Regions from separate parts of the Sus scrofa genome. Here all the other regions are linked to region 2. Evidence: chromatin contacts called from public Hi-C and promoter capture Hi-C data. All regions are on one chromosome and are shown on one strand. Each heading gives the region's core, a stretch centred on a gene start, on an enhancer-like site or on the middle of the called end of the contact. The rest is flanking DNA. Distances are from core to core; before and after follow the strand shown. Region 1 holds the start of ITPR1 (inositol 1,4,5-trisphosphate receptor type 1). Region 2 overlaps ITPR1 (inositol 1,4,5-trisphosphate receptor type 1). Region 3 overlaps ITPR1 (inositol 1,4,5-trisphosphate receptor type 1).

The links. Promoter capture Hi-C pulls out the DNA fragments that hold promoters and counts their contacts. A called contact is a pair of places that touch in the nucleus more often than the background predicts.
Region 1: a contact with region 2 is called in a promoter capture Hi-C map of liver, with 4 times the contacts expected there. The contact joins the promoter of ITPR1 here to the enhancer-like site in region 2. A contact is called at or near these places in 2 of 5 promoter capture datasets (fetal liver and liver), 4 of 47 Hi-C or Micro-C datasets (alveolar macrophages, embryonic fibroblasts, liver and 1 more) and 1 of 2 datasets of contacts at active chromatin or transcription factors (skeletal muscle).
Region 3: a contact with region 2 is called in a Hi-C map of liver, with 3 times the contacts expected there. The contact joins two enhancer-like sites. A contact is called at or near these places in 4 of 47 Hi-C or Micro-C datasets (embryonic fibroblasts, liver and skeletal muscle).

The regions. Positions count from the first base shown.
Region 1 is chr13:61,066,622-61,070,261 of Sscrofa11.1, reverse strand. ITPR1 (inositol 1,4,5-trisphosphate receptor type 1) reads right to left here and starts at 2,131. Exons shown (of 59, transcript XM_021069282.1): 1 at 1,879-2,131; 2 at 963-1,038.
Region 2 is chr13:61,175,657-61,178,843 of Sscrofa11.1, reverse strand. The region is part of intron 4 of ITPR1 (inositol 1,4,5-trisphosphate receptor type 1); the gene reads right to left. Among named protein-coding and RNA genes, the nearest start is that of ITPR1, 110 kb to the right of the region's middle. Within about 2 kb of position 1,668, at least 6 of the 83 cell types and tissues checked have an H3K27ac peak or open chromatin away from gene starts, as enhancers often do. A contact at or near this core is called in fetal liver and liver, where this site is marked.
Region 3 is chr13:61,089,401-61,092,536 of Sscrofa11.1, reverse strand. It overlaps ITPR1 (inositol 1,4,5-trisphosphate receptor type 1), which reads right to left. Exons shown (of 59, transcript XM_021069282.1): 3 at 1-75. The coding sequence starts at 59. Among named protein-coding and RNA genes, the nearest start is that of ITPR1, 23 kb to the right of the region's middle. Within about 2 kb of position 1,851, at least 7 of the 83 cell types and tissues checked have an H3K27ac peak or open chromatin away from gene starts, as enhancers often do. A contact at or near this core is called in liver, where this site is marked.

The DNA of each region.
Region 1 (3,640 bases), core at 882-3,381, 110 kb after region 2:
CCAGCACTCCTGAGGATCTTATCAACAGGAAACAAAAGCACAGTACTACTATAATGAAGTGTCTGACTTTTCTAATTAGCAAAGCCCAAAGATTGTAGCCCAGGGAACAGCTAAATATTTAGAAGCGATCATGAAGACCCAGTCCCCCAAAGGATCTGTTGATCCTGTTCCTGACCGTTTCAGAAGAAAAAACTTTTGATGCTCAATTCTGCAGCAACGGGGATGTATGTGCACCAGTTAAAATCTCCCTCTATTCAACTGCAGTCTGAACATCTGGGGGAGGAAGGCATAGGAGCTGCTTCTGTTTACAAATAAACAGCTCTCAGCTAATAACCCAGGACAGGCATCTAAACCATAGCGATCCACCAGATTCCTTGACATTCAAGTGGCTTCAAGTCAAGGGCTGGAGGCTACTATCTTATGCTTCAAGAACTTCCCTTTTTAAAGTTCTAATTCTTTCAATTGGCCAGCAACCACTTTCATTTCTTGCAAGCAAACCGACCCTGATTAAACACCCATTCACAGTAAGAAAAAAGAAAGTGACTATTTTTGAAAGAGGCAGGCAGATAATTTTTGCTTACATATCTTGGCAGATGAAATGCACTGCATCCTTCAGAATTTAAATCTTCAGCACACCACCTGGCAAGTTCAGTTCTCAGGTCACCAATGGGCATCCCTTGTACTGCTCCATTTAATGTTGTTGTGAGGGTTTTTCTTCCCTCCTGTCAGAAACCTGGCTGCTTCACTTCTGAGCCAGGACCAAAAGCCCTAGGCAGGACCATCCCCTGGTTATCATCAGCTCCCTAAAGCCCTCATCCAAGGTGGTGACAAATTTTGGAGACTGAGCCATGGAATTTCCCTTTCTTTCCTGCTCCCCTTCTCCATGGCTCTTTAGAGAGAACTTAAAATAGGCTAGGACAAAAACTTATTATGGACTACAGCTCTAAGGCTTCCACACTTACCTGACCCAGGTCAGGCACTCTGTTGCCAAAACACGCCCAGCCAGGGGTGCGAGTCCTGTTCCTCTGTAGTCAGCTCCTGCATATTAAGAAAGAAGACTGAATATAAGATTGGCTGATGATGAGTCCCTAATAGAAATTCTCAAATTCCACACTTCCACTTTCTTTAGGCTCTTTCCTGGAGGGACAAACCCCCTCCCACCTACATACACACACACAGGGCCACCGCCACCGCCAAATTTGACGGGTGTGTTGGTGGGATCAAGAGGTGAAGGTTACAGGTAACTTCGCCTATTTGTTTCTAATATGTAACTGATAAGTGAGACTAGGAACGCACAAACTTCCAGTGTGCCGGGAAGATCTGAGACTAAGGGAAGTGTTTGGCAGATCCCAAAGCACTTGTTTCCCGGAGCGAAGGCCAAGTATCTGAAGCCCGCATCCTCATCGGGCGTGAGCTTCGTCCACACTTGGTCCTTCACCGCTCCTCGGGTTTTCTTCCGTTTTTTAAAACCCTCTTCACCGGGACCCCCAAATGCATTATTCTCCCAACCATGCAGCACGAGGGAGGGCTACATTTTAAGAAAGATTATTTCCTTGAGCGGACTCACAGAGGACATCCCCACGCCCCCCCCCCCAAAAAAAAAAAAACTATTTCCTGCAGCTGCTGCAACAGTTTCCAACTTGGGGGAATGCCATTCCAATCCAGAATGGGTAGTCCTCAAAGCCAGGCGATGGAGTTGAGAATTTTTTTTTTAACCTCAAATGAACCCCCCCCCAAAACGTCCTCAGTAAAAGAACCCCCAAATGCACGCAAGTGCATGCAAATCCACCAAGAACTACCAAAAAGCGAGGCAAAAACTTCTGCGCCCGGGGGGACAGTACCAACTCCCCGCGCCCTCCGCCCGGCCCCAACCTCTACCTTGGTGCCCGGGGAGCCACGCCGGTTTGGGGGAGCAGGGCGAGGAGAGGGGTTAGCGGCTGCTGGGTAATCCCATGTCCGCGAAGAGGGAGCTCGTTCCGTTAGGATGGAAGCGGAACACCCACACCTCCTCTCGGCGTGCGCTTTCTCTCTCTCCACCCTCTGCCTCCTCCTCCACCACCACCACCTCCTCCTCCTCTCCTCCCACCCCAGCAAGCTTGAGGAAACGCTTCAGCAGCACATCCACATGGTTACTGCACTTTGAAGCGGCTCCTGGCAGCTTATATAGGCCGGGAAGCTCCCTGGGCAATGTAGTCCGAGCCCAGGGTCGTGGCGGCGCCTGGGGCCGCGGTGACGAACTACAAGTCCCAGAATCCCATGGGCTACCGGGCTGAGCTCTAAATAGACGCGCGCGGGGACAGGGAGGGGCGTCCTGCCCCGCGCCGAGGCTTCAAACCCGGTTCAGTGCTGGGAGCTGGCTGGACTTGGAGACGGCGACCCAAAACTACCCCTGGAGGGCGCCCCCAACCCTTGGGGACGCTCCTCCTTTGGCTGTCCCCTTTCCCTAGAATCCAGGTGTCCCTGGTAGCAAGGGGCGAGAGGAGCTCGGATTTCTGCTTTGGGAAGTTTTTACAAGCTGTTACCCACCCTCCCCCCGCTTTGAGTACCAGAGCCAAGAATTTCAGAAATCCAGGGCACGAAAAAGCCAGTGTTTGCGGTCAAGGATTAAAGGCGCGAGGTTGTCTTTATTTAATCTGCTCCGCCCGGTTCGGGTTTGCACAGAAAATTAAGTCTGGGAGCAACACTAGCAGGGACGCTGGCAAGTGGCTAGAGAGCACTTTCCTGAACCCGAACTGCATGTGTCTTTCCTCGCCCCGCAGGAGGTATAGAAACTTAAGCCTCTCGGTGTACAAATAAAGGAACCGAGTTTTGACTTGCCAGGGCTGGGATTGGGAAGCAGAAAATAAATACAAACCGCGACCTCGGTCCTGACCCTGCTTCTAGCAGCCCCTCTGCTCCTGGGAGCTGTAAATGCTTAAGTAAATAAACCGCAAACCAGAAAAACAAGGGCTTTGGAATGAGTAGCTTACACAAAGATGCGCGTTCAGGCGGGGTGCCCTCCAGCAGCTCCCACAGGGGCTTCGGGGGCAAGATGGGTTTCAGCTCACTGCTCAGGAGAGCCTGGACGTCCCGGGTTACAATCTGCTTCAGACTCTGGTTTTTGGAAGAAGGGCAGAAGCTAAGTTCGGAGGCCAAGTCTGCCAGATGCCCTCCCTGCCTCAGACGATGTGCGTTCATTGCAGAAACGTTTCCTGAGAATCTACTGGGTGCCAGGCACTGGGGCATGGTAGTGAGCCAAAACCACATCATAGAATTCCGAACAGACACAGCTTGCCACCGCATAGATCTGCTGCAACAACAATGGTAATAATAATTAGGCAGATTTTATTGAGTCCAGACCACATGCACTTTTCATGCTTAAAGCTGTTAAGTTTTAACAACCGTAGGCATATGTATTATCCCTATTTGACAAACGAGGGCTCAAAGAAATCAGGTAACTTCCCAAGATGACACCATAATTTAAGTAGTGCAGCCTGGATTTCAATTCCAGTCTATAAATGTACCAAGTCCTTGTCTTTGGGGAAATCCATCACCACTGCCTTAAACAGCCTCCCTCCGCATTTTAGGAGTAGCCTCTGAGCCCTTGGGCAAGTCATCTTTATCTCTTTGCCCTAGTTTTGCCATCTTAGAGGAAGAAAAT
Region 2 (3,187 bases), core at 419-2,918:
TGATTCATCTTTTCACAAGGATTATTGAATATAGTCAATTTGAACCCACAGAAGTAAAAAATCAGGGAGACAAGGTCTCTTCCCATTGTGAGAGACAAAAAGGGACCAGAAATTCCTTCTAGACACAACCTGAACACAGGTATCTGCCTGGACGGTTGGAGCCTCTGCACTGGCCCTCGCACCTAGACAGGCAGATAGATGCAAAGACCCATGTTGGGGGAGCAGGGCCGGACGTCCAGAAGAAATGCCCAGAGTTGCCTCCCCACACCTGAGCCTGGTTCCCAGCTGCCTTCCTGACTCTGTGAATGACTGACACTCTTCTGACTGTTTCCTCTTTGGCTTAAGTTAGTCAGTTTCTGTTGTTTGTGACCAGAAGTCTGAGCTGACCTGTAGAGTAATAAAACATGTTGCACTCTGCTGGCAATGGAAATAAACAAATGCCAAAATAAGAGTGGGGCAAGGAATCTGGAAACCCTGGTTCCTGCTCTCGCTCCACCCCTCACTAGCTGAGCAGCCACAACCAGGTTCCTAAAGCTCTCTGTGTCCACATGTCTTACTCTAGAAAGCCTCCAAGTAAAACCTGATGAAGTATTTGGAAGCTTATAGTCCATGTGAGACAAGTCACAGAAAACCCAAAGGTGGAAGCACGGAGATATGGATACCTGGGTTTAAACCTCAGCTCTGTCCTATGTTAGGTGAATGATCTTGGGGGAAATTATCTCATCTCTGTAGGTTTTTATTTCTTGTCTATAAAAGGGCAATAACCACAAGTAATAACTCACCAACTAGCCTAAAAGACTACTTCGCTTAAAGAACTAGTACAGATCCTGGCATGGAGCAAACAAATATTAGCTGCTCAGACAGACTAGATAAACAAATTGCTGGAAGGCTACTCTGCAGTGCAAAGTATTGATGCATTTCACAAACATTCTTTTGAGTGAAAGAAACAAAAGCAATTTAAAAAAAAGTCCATTTACACTGAATGAATCCATTCACATGACTACAAGAATAGGCAAAGCTTATCTATAGCTACAGAGTCAGAAGAGTGGTTACCTTTGGATAGATATTTGCTGGGAAGGGGCACTTTCTGAGGTGCTGGAAATGTCCCCCTATCTCATTCTGGTGGGAGTCATGTGAGTATAAATGCATTTAAAAATTCATCAATGGGAGTTGCTGTTGTGGCTCAGTGGGTTAAGAATCCGACTAATATTCATGAGCATGCATGTTCAATCCCTGGCCTCACTCAGTGGTTAAAGGATCCCACATTGCTGTGAGTTGTGGAGTAGGCCACAGCGTGACTTGGATCTGGTGTTTCTGTGGCTGTGGTATAGGCTGACAGCTGCAGCTCTGATTTGACCCCTAGGCCTGGGAATTTCCATATGCCCTGAGTGCAACCCTAAAGAGACAAAAAAAAAAAAAACCAAAAACTTCATCAAGCAGTGCTTAAATTTAAGGCTTGTACATTTCTTTATGTGAGTGCGTAATACCTTAAGGAAAGAAGAAAATTAAAAAGCAGCTGTTCTCACCGAAAGGAGGATGATCTTGATGCTAATAGAAAAAATTTCCCTTCTATAAAAGGTTAACAATAGTGTCTGACAGCCGTCACTGGGAAAACATGCTTTGTTTTGTCAGGGTTCGGCCTGGGCGTTCTCTGGCTCATGACGGACAGGAGGAAGGGTGGAAGAGATGACATCACTGACTCCCTAAAGGGCCACTGCTATTTGTTAACCACAGGACATTCTGGGCAGTGAGAAATCCCTGGCCCAAAGTCCAATGCCCAAAGGGACTATAACCCAGGGAGGCTTTTCCCCACTGAATCCCTATTCTGTCCAAATAGTTTTAAATCATTAATAGGCAGCGGTTTAAAAAATGTAATTGGGGAGTTCCCGTCGTGGCGCAGTGGTTAACGAATCCGACTAGGAACCACGAGGTTGCGGGTTCGGTCCCTGCCCTTGCTCAGTGGGTTAACGATCCGGCGTTGCCGTGAGCTGTGGTGTAGGTTGCAGACGCGGCTCGGATCACGCGTTGCTGTGGCTCTGGCGTAGGCCGGTGGCTACAGCTCCGATTCAACCCCTAGCCTGGGAACCTCCATATGCCACGGGAGCGGCCCAAGAAATAGCAACAACAGCAACAACAACAACAACAAAAAAAAGACAAAAAGAAAATAAATAAATTAATTAATTAATTAAAAAAAATGTAATTGGTAATGAAATGCCATGATGTCTGATATGTGCTTCAGAAAAGCTGGGTATTTATAGACACGAGATTTGCCATGAGTTGGTAACAGGTAAAGGTGAGTACCGGATATACGGAGGTTCATCATACTATTATATTATTCTCTCTATACAGGCTTAAATTTTTGCACAATAAAAGTCTTCAAAATCATCTACATTTATTTCCAAGCATAAAACTTTCCCCAAAATCAATCAAGTGTTCACAAAATTCAAAACAAAGCTATTTTTCTTTAAGAAGAAAGAAAGAAACAAGGAGGCAGAGAAGGAGAAAAGCCTGTTACATATATAATCTGGTCAAATTTGCCAATCTATCTCAAAAACCAGTATGTTCTGGAAAGAAGGAAACAGCTGGAGGGACTTGTCAAAGAAGAAATACAATAGTCAGAAGTGCACAAAAACTTGAGACGATACCCAGCTCAGGTTAGATCTGTGAAGAGTAAACAATATTATGGATTTTTGTTTATTTTTTCTTTTTATGGCCATACCTGTGGCACATGGAAGTTCCTGGGCCAGGGGTCGAATTGGAGCAGCAACTGCCAGCCTACACCACAGCCACATCAATGCCAGATTCAAACCACATCTGTGATCTAAACAGCAGCTTGTGTCAATGCTGGGTCCTTGACCCACTGAGGGAGGCCAGCAATCGAACCTGCTTATTCACAGAGACAATGTCAGGTCCTTAACCCACTAAGCCACAACAGGAACTCCAATATCATGGACTTTAGGTTTAAAACCTTGCTGTGTAGAACTCTATCTCTTCAGTATCTCTCAAGGCAAATGAAATCTCACTGTGCATAGTCCTAGCTATTTCGAAAATTAATGCACCTGTGAACCTCTGAGTATATGTTACCTCTTCTAAAAAAGGGCCTTCTGAAGATTTGGAACATCTAGTGTGAAAAGATTTACATGAGCTACTGGGTTGGTCATCCCAAGATTCTCTTAGAAAAATCCTT
Region 3 (3,136 bases), core at 602-3,101, 86 kb after region 2:
TCGGCGTACAGAGAACAAATGTCTCCGATATGGAGGAAACTAGACATCTTGTCAGACATGTCTTTCCTGAGAATCCTAGACAAAGTAAAATATGCAACAGTATTAGAAGGAAAGAAATGTTCAGAGGGAAAGAAAAAAAGTCACTGAGAATTGGCTTAGCTCAATTTTTCAAAGCATCCTACTTAAAAGTCAAATTTAAATCAGAGTTATGACAGACAGGAGATTCACTGAGCCAAGCAGGACATATGCAACAACATTTTTTTTCCATATATCCTTTAATTTCAGGATGTTCCAACCACAGTAATGCATGTTTCTAACAAAACCACGCTTAAATGCAATTCTCCAAGTTGAGGACCTTCGATAATAAACAGTGGCTATAAAGACAGCAGGGAAGTTGGCCAAGAACTTTGCAGTGATTAGGAGCTGGAAAGTCTGACTTATGAAACATTAACATATTCAATCTGCCTCAGGGAATGTTCAGTCAGAAGGAAACACCTGGTATAAAACTTGAGTCTGGTAGTGCCTGGCCTGAGGTGCCAAAGCAACAAAATGAAATTAATAAGAGGAAACCTAGTAATAAATACCACAAAGTTCAAGCAGTCTTTTAAGAATTCAACAGCTCTCCACACTTCCCCCAAATGTTATTTCAGTGTCTTTCCTCCTCATCCTTAACCAAAAAATACTTGCAGAGGAAGAATCTTAGCACCTGATCCAATCCCTTCCCAATGCAGGTAAGAATAATATGGCTGAGGTTGTTTATGAACCTTGGTCAGGAACACACACAGGTAGTTAGGGGCAGGCCCAGAAAACACTCTTAAATTCAGGAAATCTCTACACAGCTCAGTAATCATTACACACACACACAAATATCAACAAAAATATTGTCATGACTCATAGAAACAGCTTTCATCGGGGCCATAAATATTGAGGAGTGGGAGCCAATTGTAAAAAACAAAACTGACATTTAAAAAACAAGCTCAGTTGTGTGGGAAGAGTGTGTGCTCGTGTGGATGCAGAAACTCCCCATTGTATCCTCAGGCACCTAGTAATAGACATTCAGGGTCACCTGGGTCTTCCCAAGACCTGTCCTCCAAACCCAGATCCTCCAGTTGCCCATCTCTTCACTCAAGTTCCCCTGCCAGGACGTATTTACCCCGCAAAGACACAAGAGTTGGAATGGCATAGGAAAGTATTATCTCCTGAAATTGCTTTCTGGGTGCCAAGTTTTCTTTGCAGAAGAATTATGCCACAGGGATCAGCAGGAAGCCTCAGGAAGCATTTCTCCCACCTTAGCAGGAGTGCCAGGTGCTGAACACAGACCATTAAAGAACCTCAGTTCACTGCTCATGAGAAACAGCAAGGAAAAACTAATTTAGCCCTCCAACAACCAAGATGTTGCAAGAGAGATAAAAAGCATTCCATTGAACATGAACTTTCAGAGAGACAGAACACAAACTCTCAAAAGAGAAGAGCTGCCACCTCTAGCCCTTGGGGAAAGAAATGCAAATACCATGCACAAATAATAAGTAACAGTTTGTCAAGTTCCCTCTCCAGAATCCAGCCTATCATCCTGTCATTTCTTCCTAACTGGATATTTTATATGCAAAGGCAAACCAATTTTTTCAGCAACATCCCAAAAAGCTGCACAAATGAAAACCACTATGGGCATTAATATTTCCCTTATGTGCTTATATTTAAAAGCCTTATCTAAAAGGGTCAGGAAGTCAGTGTACTTCTGGGACTGATTACTGGAAAACAAGTGCTGTTTGAATGGAGTCTGACCAAATTTGTAACTGTACACTTTGACCTCCCAGGAAGACACAGGGAGCTGCTGAATGCAGGAGAGCAGGGACGTGCTCAGGCAAGAGGGCAAGAGGCCTTATCTACTGTGACTGGCTCTCTCCTTTTGGGTGGCCCTTCGAATGTGTGTTTGTCCCCACTGGGGACCAGGCCAGGAAACAGCAGCATGACCAATATTCTCTGATCTTTCATCACCACCCAGTTACCTTACTAAAAGTTTTCAGGCCCTTAATGGGAAGAAGTGGACACAATTTAGTGTTTCCGAATGACAAAGCATGACATACTCAACACTGCCTACAGCTGATAATTGCAATAGATGCCTGGACGCCATGCCCATGAAGCAAGGTTGTGCACTGTGACCATTCTAATAATAATAGCTAAACTTTGGCAAGCATTACCATGCCTACCATTGTAGGCATTTGTTCTCTTCCTAAATCCTCAGGACCACAGCATGAGGCAGACACCACCGTTTTTCCCATTCTATTGGGAAACTGAGTGACAAAGAGGTTGACATGCCCAAATCATGCATAACTAGTAAAGTTATAACCCTGGGCCAGGATTATAACCCTGGTCTACATGACTGGTAAACAGAGCTGCTCATCAATGGTGATCCCTGGGAGGTGGATTAAAATGTTCTCCATTCTTATTCTCTAAGTGACAAGATTATGGAGAACTGTTTTTCTTTTTTATGCAGAATTCAATTGGCTAATTTTTCTACTTCACTATTTCCTCATTTTTCTACTGTGGCCACATAACATTTTTGTAAGTTAGGGCAAAAGAAAAAATGCTTAACCAACATGCTTAGTAAGCAGAACGTTGAACAAATAAACTCTAGGCATATTTTACATTTCCCCCTGAAAACAGAGACCAACACATCAACCACAGTTAATGATCTTCCACTGAGCAATCTGCTAGGGGTCCTAATTTTTAAAAGGGCAGAAACAGGGACAGATTCTTCCCTAGCATCTCAAAAAATAATCATCCTCACAAAGGACGAGGCAGAAACCTTCCTGGTCTGGCTGGAAACATTTTGAGGCTTCTCTTCATCTACACTTAGTCAAGTGGAGGACAAGGGAAGGAGGACTGGGGGGGGGGGGGGTTCGGGTATAATCATCAGTGATGCCCTGGAAGTAAAAGGTCAACAGCAGAGGCCTTTGGGGCCTAGAGGGGAGGAGGTGGAAAGTCAGCCTGTGAGCCTTCTTCTGGAAGACTTCCTGTTGTCCAGAAGCAGGGTGGGAGAGCCTGCTTCTTCATCTGATCCTGGACCATTTGTGCCTGAGAACCTCTTGCAGCTGTATCCAGGGCTCCGGTGTCACTCACAGTGACTAGGGAATCA